4 separate regions of the Mus musculus genome follow, and regions 2, 3 and 4 are each linked to region 1. A link is a contact called in public HiChIP or PLAC-seq and promoter capture Hi-C data. All regions are on one chromosome and are shown on one strand. Each heading gives the region's core, a stretch centred on a gene start, on an enhancer-like site or on the middle of the called end of the contact. The rest is flanking DNA. Distances are from core to core; before and after follow the strand shown.

The links. Promoter capture Hi-C pulls out the DNA fragments that hold promoters and counts their contacts. HiChIP or PLAC-seq counts read pairs in DNA pulled down with a chosen protein or histone mark.
Region 2: an H3K27ac HiChIP or PLAC-seq map of embryonic stem cells shows a contact between it and region 1, with 3 times the contacts expected there. The contact joins the enhancer-like site here to the promoter of Fam43b in region 1. A contact is called at or near these places in 12 of 39 promoter capture datasets (the C10 cell line, the HPC-7 cell line, cranial neural crest and 6 more), 1 of 15 datasets of contacts at CTCF or cohesin (embryonic stem cells), 4 of 484 Hi-C or Micro-C datasets (the G1E-ER4 cell line, cerebral cortex and embryonic stem cells), 5 of 115 datasets of contacts at active chromatin or transcription factors (embryonic basal ganglia, embryonic forebrain, embryonic stem cells and 1 more) and 2 of 9 other capture datasets (liver and macrophages).
Region 3: a contact with region 1 is called in a promoter capture Hi-C map of hippocampal neurons, with 2.1 times the contacts expected there. The contact joins the enhancer-like site here to the promoter of Fam43b in region 1. A contact is called at or near these places in 3 of 39 promoter capture datasets (hippocampal neurons, liver and neural stem cells).
Region 4: a contact with region 1 is called in a promoter capture Hi-C map of liver, with 3 times the contacts expected there. The contact joins the promoter of Ubxn10 here to the promoter of Fam43b in region 1. A contact is called at or near these places in 4 of 39 promoter capture datasets (embryonic stem cells, frontonasal cranial neural crest, hippocampal neurons and 1 more).

The regions. Positions count from the first base shown.
Region 1 is chr4:138,395,178-138,397,723 of GRCm38.p6, reverse strand. Fam43b (family with sequence similarity 43, member B) reads left to right here and starts at 1,266. Exons shown (of 1, transcript NM_001081672.2): 1 at 1,266-2,546. The coding sequence starts at 1,717.
Region 2 is chr4:138,858,172-138,860,717 of GRCm38.p6, reverse strand. It overlaps a transcript of Pla2g5 not described here. Among named protein-coding and RNA genes, the nearest start is that of Gm32930, 4.0 kb to the left of the region's middle. Within about 2 kb of position 1,262, at least 27 of the 459 cell types and tissues checked have an H3K27ac peak or open chromatin away from gene starts, as enhancers often do. A contact at or near this core is called in the G1E-ER4 cell line, cerebral cortex, embryonic stem cells and 1 more, where this site is marked.
Region 3 is chr4:138,746,730-138,749,275 of GRCm38.p6, reverse strand. No RefSeq gene overlaps it. Among named protein-coding and RNA genes, the nearest start is that of Pla2g2f, 9.6 kb to the left of the region's middle. Within about 2 kb of position 1,270, at least 49 of the 459 cell types and tissues checked have an H3K27ac peak or open chromatin away from gene starts, as enhancers often do. A contact at or near this core is called in hippocampal neurons and neural stem cells, where this site is marked.
Region 4 is chr4:138,723,987-138,726,532 of GRCm38.p6, reverse strand. Ubxn10 (UBX domain protein 10) reads left to right here and starts at 1,268. Exons shown (of 2, transcript NM_178671.5): 1 at 1,268-1,352. Pla2g2c (phospholipase A2, group IIC) reads right to left here and starts at 1,208. Exons shown (of 6, transcript NM_008868.3): 1 at 1,045-1,208; 2 at 676-802.

The DNA.
Region 1 (2,546 bases), core at 17-2,516:
TCCAGCACCTTTTTTTTTTTTTTGGTTTTTCGAGACAAGGTCTCTCTGTGTAGCCCTGGCTGTCCTGGAACTCACTTTGTAGACCAGGCTGGCCTCGAACTCAGAAATCCTCCTGCCTCTGCCTCCCAAGTGCTGGGATTAAAGGTGTGTACCACCACGCCCAGCTCAGGACCCAACTTTTAACTCGTGTTGGCAATAGAGAGCCTTAAAGCCGTGGGACCTGGGGCCCACATAAGAACAGTCCAGGAAGTCTGGAAGCCTGAGGCTTAAACTCAGAGAACTAACTGTGTGTCCTGACATAGGGCTGGTTTTTGTTTGTTTGGTTGGTTTGGTTTTGGTTTGTTTTTTCAGGACTCTAGAGCCCCTCCCCAGAGGATGGAGACAAGTGCCTGGACTCTATGCAGAATGGCCAAAGGTTGGAGGGAAGAGAGAAGGCGAGGGCCAGCTCTGGGGTCACTAGGTTCTGAGTGACCCATCTCCTTCCAACCACATGAGCCTGAACTGCCTTGTCTGAAGGATTTGAGGAGATCGCGAATGCCAAGCACTTGGGAACTCCAAAGTCGGTCTCTGCAGATAGGACATTATCTGTCTAATCTTCAAAGAGCCAGAGGCTGCACTGTGACCAGAGGGAGAGCTTCCCTGCTGCAGTTCCCACAAGTCTCAGGTCTGCTCTGGAAACCCTTTCCCACCATCAAGAATCTTCTCCCCTATTCTGTCCTGACCACCAGCGGTTGCTGGTGTGGTGGTGTGACCGACCAGTCAGTCTCTCAGCTCAGGGGAAGCGGCCTAGTCCACGACCTTGGAGGAACCTGGGAGAAAGCTTCACTAAAAGACAGTACTTTTCCACTGCTCTGCTCTCGGCCACCTCAGCTGGCTTTATGCTGTGCACAGAAGAGGCAAAGGGCACCAAACCCCAGCAGGAACCCACCCCAAATCTCTGCTTTCAGAGAGGAGAGATGCGGGTAGGAACGCTCTGTGGGTGAGGGACAGCAGGCGGGAACCCTAGAAAGAGAAGGGGCTCTCCCTGGGAACTCGGAGTCCACCAGTGAAGCTGGAGAAATTTACATTCGTAAATCCCTCCGCAATATTTTAGGGGATTCCCGTTCCTTCGCTGCCCCTCTATTCTTCATCCTTCCAATGATAAAGCTTAAAACAGTTCCAACGCGCCTGTGCTGGGTCTTGGGAAGCGCGAGTCTGCGCGGAGGGGGCGGGGGAGAGGGAGGGGACAAGAGAGCTAGCGGTACCGCCCGGTGATGCAGGCAGCCAAGGGAGGTGGAGTCGCGACGCCTGAAGGAGTCCCCACCGCAGCGGTGCTCTTGGTCCACCTCATCCAGCAACCACCAGACCCTGCTCTAAAGACGTCCCTGCCACTGACTCGGCGGCAGGGACAGTGGCAATCGCCCCTATAGTCGGGCCTTGGGGACATTTATTGCTCCAAACCCTGTCCCTCCTTGCTTCCCAGACGGCTGGAGTCATTCCTGGGGGAAGCTGCTCCGAGCCGATCAAGCAGCCGCACGGGCATCTCAGCGGACAGCCTGGCTGGGCACCGGGCATCTGCGAAGCCAGCCCCGCCGGATACTGGGCATCTCTCACAAGGACTGTCTTCGGCCGCCGCCCAGCTTGTCGCAAGTCCTGGGCGGTGGGCTTCTGAGCGCCTTTGGCCTTTCCAGGACCCAAGTGAGCTTCCCCGCGCTCCCTGCCCTTTGGGCCGCCGCGATGCTGCCCTGGAGACGGAACAAATTCGTGCTAGTGGAGGACGAGGCCAAGCGCAAGGCGAAGAGCCTGAGCCCCGGGCTCGCCTACACGTCGCTGCTCTCCAGCTTCCTGCGCTCCTGCCCGGACCTGCTACCGGACTGGCCGCTGGAGCGTCTGGGCCGCGTGTTCCGCAGCCGGCGCCAGAAAGTGGAGCTTAACAAGGAGGACCCCACCTACACCGTGTGGTACCTGGGCAACGCCGTCACCCTGCATGCCAAGGGCGACGGCTGCACCGACGACGCTGTGGGCAGGATTTGGGCGCGCTGCGGGCCGGGAGGGGGCACGAAGATGAAACTGACCCTGGGTCCGCACGGCATCCGCATGCAGCCGAGCGAACGCAGCTCCGGGGCTTCGGGGGGCCGCAGACCGGCGCACGCCTACCTGCTGCCGCGCATCACCTACTGCGCGGCGGATGGGCGCCACCCGCGAGTCTTCACCTGGGTCTACCGCCACCAGGCACGCCACAAGGCCGTGGTGCTGCGCTGCCACGCTGTGTTGCTGGCGCGGGCGCACAAGGCGCGCTCCCTGGCCCGCCTGCTCCACCAGACTGCGCTGGCGGCCTTCAGCGACTTCAAGCGGCTGCAGCGCCAGAGCGATGCGCGCCACGTGCGCCAGCAGCATCTCCGTGCGGGGGGCGCCGCCGCCTCGGTACCCCGGGCTCCATTGCGCCGCCTGCTCAACGCCAAGTGCGCTTACCGGCCTCCGCCGGGCGAGCGCGGTCGCGGAGCTCCGCGGCTCAGCAGCATCCAGGAGGAGGATGAGGAGGAGGATGCGGAGGAGGAGGACACCCG
Region 2 (2,546 bases), core at 13-2,512, 460 kb before region 1:
TCTTCTCCTTTCTTCTTCTTCTTTTCTTCTCCTTCCTCCTCCTCCTCCTCCTCCTCCTCCCCTTCTCCACTCAAATTGACTAACAGATATTTAGATTGCCAGGCACTGTGGGTCCCCTGGGCTCTTTCAAGTAGTTCAAGGACACTCCTGGTCCTGGGGATCTCAGTTTGCCTCCCTGGCCCTTGCCCATCTGCTCCCCCTCCCCAACCCCCTGAGCTCTGTCACTGGGAGGCCAGAACCCTGGCTCCCTCTCCCTTGGCAGCTTTTCTACCCAAGATCTGCTCCAGCATCAGCTGTCAATCAAGTACAGGCACACCCTTGACTTCCTGGTCTTTCAGGCCTCCCCAACCACCACTGTGTGTGTCTGTCTTCATTTTCTGTGACGCGCAAATTTCCAATTGTGGTCCCCGCACCAGCTCTGCCGTACCCTGTTCCTCCCACCAGCTTTGCCGCATCCCGTTTAATAAGCCTTCCTTCTGGAAGCCTTCGTCTTCATCAGTTCAGCCATAAGACAGAGACTGCTTCTGCTGCTCGCGGCATCTGTCTTGGAATCTTCCAAGTAGCCCTAAAGCCTTAACCAGGCATCTGATCCCCCCACTGTTTCTTTCCCCACAGAAAAGACATCCCGGAACTTGGCCTTCTGCTGACAGCTTGGCCACTGTGTTAGAGAGCACCTGGCCCGTTCCTAGGAGTGTTTTTCTATCTGAGCATGGCGGAGGTCCATTCAACACTTCCTAACCAGTTCCAACCCTCCGCTGCCCCCTGCGGTGGAAGCCGGAACACCATGAGCGCGCCTCTCTCTGAGCAGCCCAGGCAGGCAGGCATCTTGGGAGGGAAGAGCCTAGCCACTCCTCTCAGAGTAGAGCGCTTACAGGGTAATAAATATCCTTCATGCAGCTGCTGATGTCCTCTTTAGCGCAGATGACATTCGTTGCACCTCCCTTCCTCACACACGAGGGAGAAAATGAGGTCGGGCACAGAAGCCCATCTTCTGTCATTTTTCAGGCTGTTTCCTGATGGCGGGTGCCCCGTCCCCAGGAAGCAGCCGGATGGGAGATGGTTCTCACAAAGTCGATAAGGCCTTGTTACACTTTTCTTCTGAGAAGAAAACCCAGGCTCAGAGACGCTACTTTGTTCTACAGCATTTTTTTTTAAAAAAAGATTTATTTTATTTTATTTCTCTGCATATGTGCATCTATCTGCGGCTTTGTATGTGTGAGTGCTCGTGGAGGCCAGCAGAGGGCGTCAAACCCTAGAGTTGTGCTTTGGCAGCAAGCAGCTGTGTTTCCTGTGTAGCTTCTTCCAAGGGCTCAGTGGAGCGCTCAAAGTAGCTGCGTGCTTAGTTCAAGGCGGCCAGGGTACCAGGGAATGGTCTATCAGCTGTCAAGTAAGGCGTTAAACCGTCTCAAAGCCCAGTGTCATAGCTTACTTAAAGACACATTAAAAAGGAGCACTTGCAATAAGGATACCATTAACACTAACGGGGTTCTATAACATTTCTAACGCTGAGCTTCTGCCTGGCAGAAGTCTCAGGCAGTCTTGGGCCCTTTAAATCTCACTTCCTCTGCAGATACACCCCCGGGGATCTTTTCTCCAAGGCTAGCTGAGGATGGGGCCTCTCAGAGCCCCTGACATGAAGATAAGGCTCCTGCTGCAGTCAGTGCTCATGCTTTGTGGTAAGGGTCCACCCATGACTTCTGTCCCCTTTCACATCTGGATTCCTGCTAGGAGGCTGTGATGGGGTGGGGGTGGAGGTGGGGGCGGGGTAACGTGTTGACTGTGGTCCAGGCATGGGAACCTGCTAGATGTCTAAAATGTCATTGGAAAGGGGACCAGCAAGTTAGCTGTTTGGGTTTATGGTCTCCATGACTACGATTAGGTTAGGAGACCATCAAGAGATCCAGGTGTTGGCCGGCATAAATGGCATCTTCTGAGCCAAATACAAGTGAGCACGGCCGGGGGAACACAGACTCAAGTTTCCCCGAATGGCAAACTCCTCTACCCACAGAGAGACCGCCTTGTGTAAGCTCGGCTGTCACTCAGCAGCAGGTGGCTCGCGAAGCAGGCTGACTGCAGAGGCACAGACGGTCTTCCAGTTCACACACTGTCTTCCATGAGGCAAGAACATCTCTGCCAGGACTCTCATGTTATCACCTTAGTCTGACGTTTGCTACGAGCTAGGAGAGATGCACCAAGCTTGGTGTACATTCTACAAATTGTATCCAGTGATGTGTGTGTGTGCCCGCGCGTGTACAAGTTTACATGTAGCCCAGTCTGCATGTGGATGTCAGTACACATGTGTGTGAATGCATGTAGAGGTCAGAGATGTCAGGGTCACACCTCGGCCCCCTCTCCACCTTCCTTGTGAGACAGACTCTTTCACTGACCTGGACTGGAATTACAGGCAGGTGTCACCACATTGGATCCCCGCCCCCCCCCCCCATCAGCTATGCCCTTTTTTTAATAGTTAATTTAGTTACATGGGAAACTAATACCAAAACACACTTAGCCCAGATGATCAAGTACTGCATAGGCAGACGCTCACG
Region 3 (2,546 bases), core at 21-2,520, 350 kb before region 1:
TATCCTTAGTGTCTCCTGGGTATGGCCTCTGTTCCCCAAGAGCCCAGGCCTGGCGGGTGAGGAAGGCCTTAACCTTCACACACGGTGCTCTGTGGTATGCCAGTACAGATGAAGATGTTCCAAGTCTGGTGGGGAGAGGGGCGTCCCAGGGATGCCCAGAGGCCATTCGGGTAGGGCTGGGGAGAGAGGAAGGGCAGGAAAACCAGGACCTTGAGGTGGGCTCCTCACTCCCACAGTCTGTCTCTCCTTTGTTACTCCGGCTCAGCCTTTCTGAGCCCTGAGGTTGTCTGCTGTGCACCCCCACCCCCCAATATCTCCTCACCCTGGCACATCAAGTGTCTGTGGGGCTAGGTGCATCCTCTCCCACTGAGGCCAGATTTATGACTGTTTTTCTAGGACTTGGGTGACACCTGGTGGTCAGTATAGGTCACACCTGGTGCTATTCACCACATTGGCTCCTCTGCTGTGGAACTACAGTGGGGTCCCTATCCCACAGACAGATCTCACCCCAGGCAGCCAATGTTCCCCTGGAGCAAAAGGATATTACCTCCACCATCTTTTCATGGACACCAATACTACCTCTCAAAACCGCCAGACGTTTCAGGCAAAGACAGTGGACTAGGTGGTACCCAGCTCAGCCACTGGCTGGCCACAGGACCCTGGGCAAGTCACATCACCCCTCCAAGTCTCAGCCTCTGCACTCTGCGACTGGTGAGTGCACAGCAGAGGTCTGGGAGTCGGGTGGGACTCAGGTCAAGAAGGCGCATGACCTAGTACAGGGTCTGGCATGGAGGACAGAAAGGGTTGGAGCTGGTGATGACGCCTCTGGTTCTGGTGTTGATCACCTATGGGTCTCGAAGTCAGGTAGGCAAATAGGAGCAGGAAGAGGAAGAAATGGATTGGCCATGACCTTCCCCACAAACAGAAACCTGGCAGAGACAACGCTGTGGATTAATGAACCAGTCTGGTCCTGATTGGGGGGTGGGGTGGGGGGAGTTGAAGGGAGCTTAAGGAGGAGGGAGTGGGGGGACACTTACTTCCCAAGCTCACAGGCCCCTTCGCCCTGGGCTGGGCTGGGCTGAGCTGGGCTCCGTGTGCATACAGTAGGTACTGGGCTGGGCTGGGCTGAGCCGGGCTCCGTGTGCATGCAGTAGGTACTGGGCTGGGCTGGGCTGAGCCGGGCTCCGTGTGCATGCAATAGGTGCTGGGCTGGAGCACGGCTATTTACTCAGCCCAGCCTTGACTGTGAACACAGCCCTTCCTCCCCCGAGGCTGGCACAGCGACACCAGCTGTCAGGCTCCCCAGTTGTGGCTTCCTAACGAGCAGCTGATGCCACTGTGACTGTGACAAGCAAGGTTCTGGAGAGAAATACTGACATTTCCTAGACTCAGAGACAGGATCCTGGCAAAGCCAAACCAGACTTCCCTGTAAGGGCCACCACGCAAGAGCAGCCCACTGAGCAGGAGTCAGTCAAGGAGTAACTGAGCAGCTACTATATGCACACTGTGCCCCAAGCTGCCTTATCTCTCCAGCTTGGCAGCCGCCTGAGCTGGGCACTCTTCACCGTTTCCTTTATAAGTGAGGAGGTTAACTCCCAGAGAGGCCACATAAGTTAGTCATTGTCACCCAAGAATTGCCCCCTGACTCCATTGAGCCATAACCTCAGAAAGCTTCGCATCTAATAGCCCTCTCCTATAAAGGGGGATGTGTCTTAGTTGATTTTGCTGTGACAGAGTTCCTTCCTGGCAGAGCTACTTAAGGAAGGGATTGTTTGGGGCTTTTAAGGATTTGTTTGAGGTCATACACAGTCCATTGTGGTGGAGAAGGCATGGGAGCCAGAGCTTGTGGCAGCTGGGTATGTTGGCCTACAGTCAGGGAGGAGGGAGGGAGGAGAGAGGGAGGAGGGAGGAAAGAAGAAGAAGGAGGGAGGAGGGAGGGAGGGAGGGGAAGGAGGGAGAGGGAGAAGGCTAGCGACCAACTACCTTTCTCCTTTACCCCTTTTTATTCAGTCTGGGTCCCTAGCCATGAAATGGTGTCTACCATATACAGAGTTGGTCTTCTCTCCTCAAACTACCTCATAAACACCCTCAAAGGAGCACTTGGAGGTGTGTCTCCTAGGTGATTCCAATCCAGATGGTTTGTAAGGAAGTAGACATCGTGGAAATGAGCCAGATTTCAAATCGGGAGACCAGGCTTGCCTTCCGGCGCGCTGCAGACACAAGCCTTCATTTCCACTAGTGATCCAAGAGTGAGTCACCGAGTCCTAGGGTCTCTCCAGTGATCAGTGAGACCGTGCACGAAAAAGCACACTGGGTGACACACACACCAGCCACTCACCACAGTGAGAAAACTAGAGGAGGAGGCTGGGGGAGGTCGCCCTTATTCCAGCCTCTCTCCCTTCTAGCCAACTCTGAATCACAAGCCACTTCTTTTGTGTCCCTCAGGCACAGCCAGAACCAGGAACATGGCTTCCTGGGTCCAAGACTGACCTCTGAGCTCTCCCTTTCCCAGTTCTGCTTCATCTAGGCTCAGCCTATGAAGGGGA
Region 4 (2,546 bases), core at 19-2,518, 330 kb before region 1:
GGGATTAAAGGAATGCGCTGTCACTTCTCAGCTTTAAAGTCATCTTAATGCCAGCTTGGAAGGAAGAGTTGATTAGATTGGAACAAAGACAGGGAGGAATTGGGCAAGTGAAGGGACAGGCTAAACTAGGGAAGAGTCTTCATTTAAGTCAAGGTTTCAACAGAAGCAAGGATATTGGGCCTAGGGAGGGGGAGAGTGTGTGTGTATGTGTGTGTGTGTGTGTATGTGTGTGTGTGCGCGCGCGCGTGTGTGTGCGTGTGTGCGTGTGTGTGGCTGTGGTTGGGAAGCACCTCAGAGACAGCTAACAGGGATGGGATCAGATGACCATTCTAACAGACCAGAGGCAAGAGAGCAATCGTGCAAAGGCTGGGAGCCCTCTGGTCTGACAGCAGACAACTAAGAAGGTTCACATTCAATGGTTTCTATTTTCCTTTGCAGAGGGCAGGAGACTGTCATCCCACAGGGAGGGAGGAAGGAAGACGGCATGTGGGAGGTTTTTAGAGGACAGATAGGATTTGAAATAGCTATTGGAGAGGGCAGGAAACAGAAGGCTGGCCAGGGAGGGCAGAGGGTCTCATGTGTGTGACATGTCATGGCTCGGTGTGGGTTGGACAGATTCCAGCTAAGGCATCCATCACACTGATGGGATGACAGTAGGGCCAGGAGGACTCTTACCAACAGAATGGCTGAGGTAGTGGACCATAGCTTCTGAGAAAGCAGTCAGGCTGCCGGCCTCCAAAACTCAAAGCTGTTGGGAAACGCGGTGAAGTGGCTGGAGTTGCTGACTGTATATAGTTAGACCCTTAAGGAGGAAATAGGAGATACAGGTGGTGATCACAAGACTGGTGGCCTGGGGGTGGGAACCCCCATGACAACATACCCTAAAAAAATCACCACCCAGATTCTAAGGGTCTCGTTTTAAAACAGTTGCACAACCCTGTTTAAAACAAGGACACTGGCAAAGTCAGGCCAAGGATTGACAGGGATTTGTTCCTGGTCCCTACCCCCGACTCCAGGGCAGGGCTCCCTCTCCCCTGAACGCACATTCCCCAGGAGACACAAGAGTCAGGCCAGGTCAGGAAGAAGAGTTCCAATGGCAGGGGTCCAGGCCCAGGGCCCTGTGGCCTCCATGGGGCAGGGCCACACCAAGGTCCTGAGCCTGGAATCCGTGAACCACCTCTGCCCCTCCGCCCTCCGTGCCCTAGTCCAATTCAGCTTGCGGTCCAGGTCAGGCAGGTTCCGGTCCCACCGGAAGCACGTGGCCCCCACCCCTTGGCGGTTGCCAGGGAGACAGGGCTGTTTACCAGCTGGTCGCAGCCAGGCACCGGAGGCGGATGGAGCTGAGCTGCGAGGTGAGAGGCCCGCTGTGGGTCCCCAGAAACTGAGAGGCAGGCATTTGAGTGGCCCTCCCCAGGGACAGAGCCAACCTGGCTGGAGCCTGAGTCTGCAGCAGCTAAGGGAATCTCCTGGGAGGGGCGTCTACAAGCCAGTCCCTGGACCCAGATCCAAAGAGAGAGAAGGGAGTCGGGGTCATGTGCAGAGGCAGGAGCTGCAGGGAGCCTCCCACAGCTCCAAGTGCCCTTTACCCAGGTCTGCATTCACGTTCCAGACCTTTCTGCCATTCCCGGAACACTCCTCTTCCTTCTGCACTTGAAGCTTTGCTTCCAGACCTGCCAGACCACGGAAATAATAGAGGCCTCTCCCCAACCCCCTCGCCCGCCCTTCTATCCTGGAATCAACCCCGGTTCTCTCTCTTCACTCACTTGGTGGCTTGTGGTTTCCCACATTGTAATCTCTGGTTTGGGGTAGCATAGCGAGTGGTTTCGATCCTCTCTCTCTCCCTCTCTCCCCCTCCATCCCCCGGGGTTGGTTCCTTTACAGAGTTTAATTTTGTAAGCCAGGCTGGGGACTATGGGGTGGCGGCAGTGGGTGGTAGTAACTGATAAACAATTTTAAAAGACCAATGCACGTGTACATGTCCCGGTATATGCCAGCAGATGGTTCGTAGGAGGGTGTATTTTGCTGCTTGCGCTGTAGGTTTAGATTTGGGCTGTGAAGTACCATGGTCTGACCCTATGGTGGCTTGTGGGCACCATTGGAAAACCACGGGAATCTTGATTTCATTTGTATCCAATGTCCCTTCCTTCCTGTTCGTGTGGTGATAATCCTAAGGAATGGGCACCTGCCCTTCTGGAGGGCAACATCTTGAAAATAGTGGCCCGTGTTTTGTTTCCTGCTTCCTAGCAGGCGTCTGCCTCCTAGCTATTGTGTTTAAGTAAACAGGCTACTTGTCTCTTCTGCTGGCAGCGTGATGGATGCCTACGCCTAGACGTTGTCAAATCACTTTGTAGTTGAGTGTCTGCCAGGCCCTAGAGGTGATGAAATAAATGAGCCATGCAGGGATTGTGCTGTCGCAGGAGCCTAGACAGAGGGCAAAGGTAGAGTTTGGGACCCAGGGTGTGTGTGTGTGTATCTCTGAAGGCGCCATGGCTGCCGTTCTCCAAACACCTGTTTCCTGTAGCATCCTGCCCTCCTTCTGGGTGGGG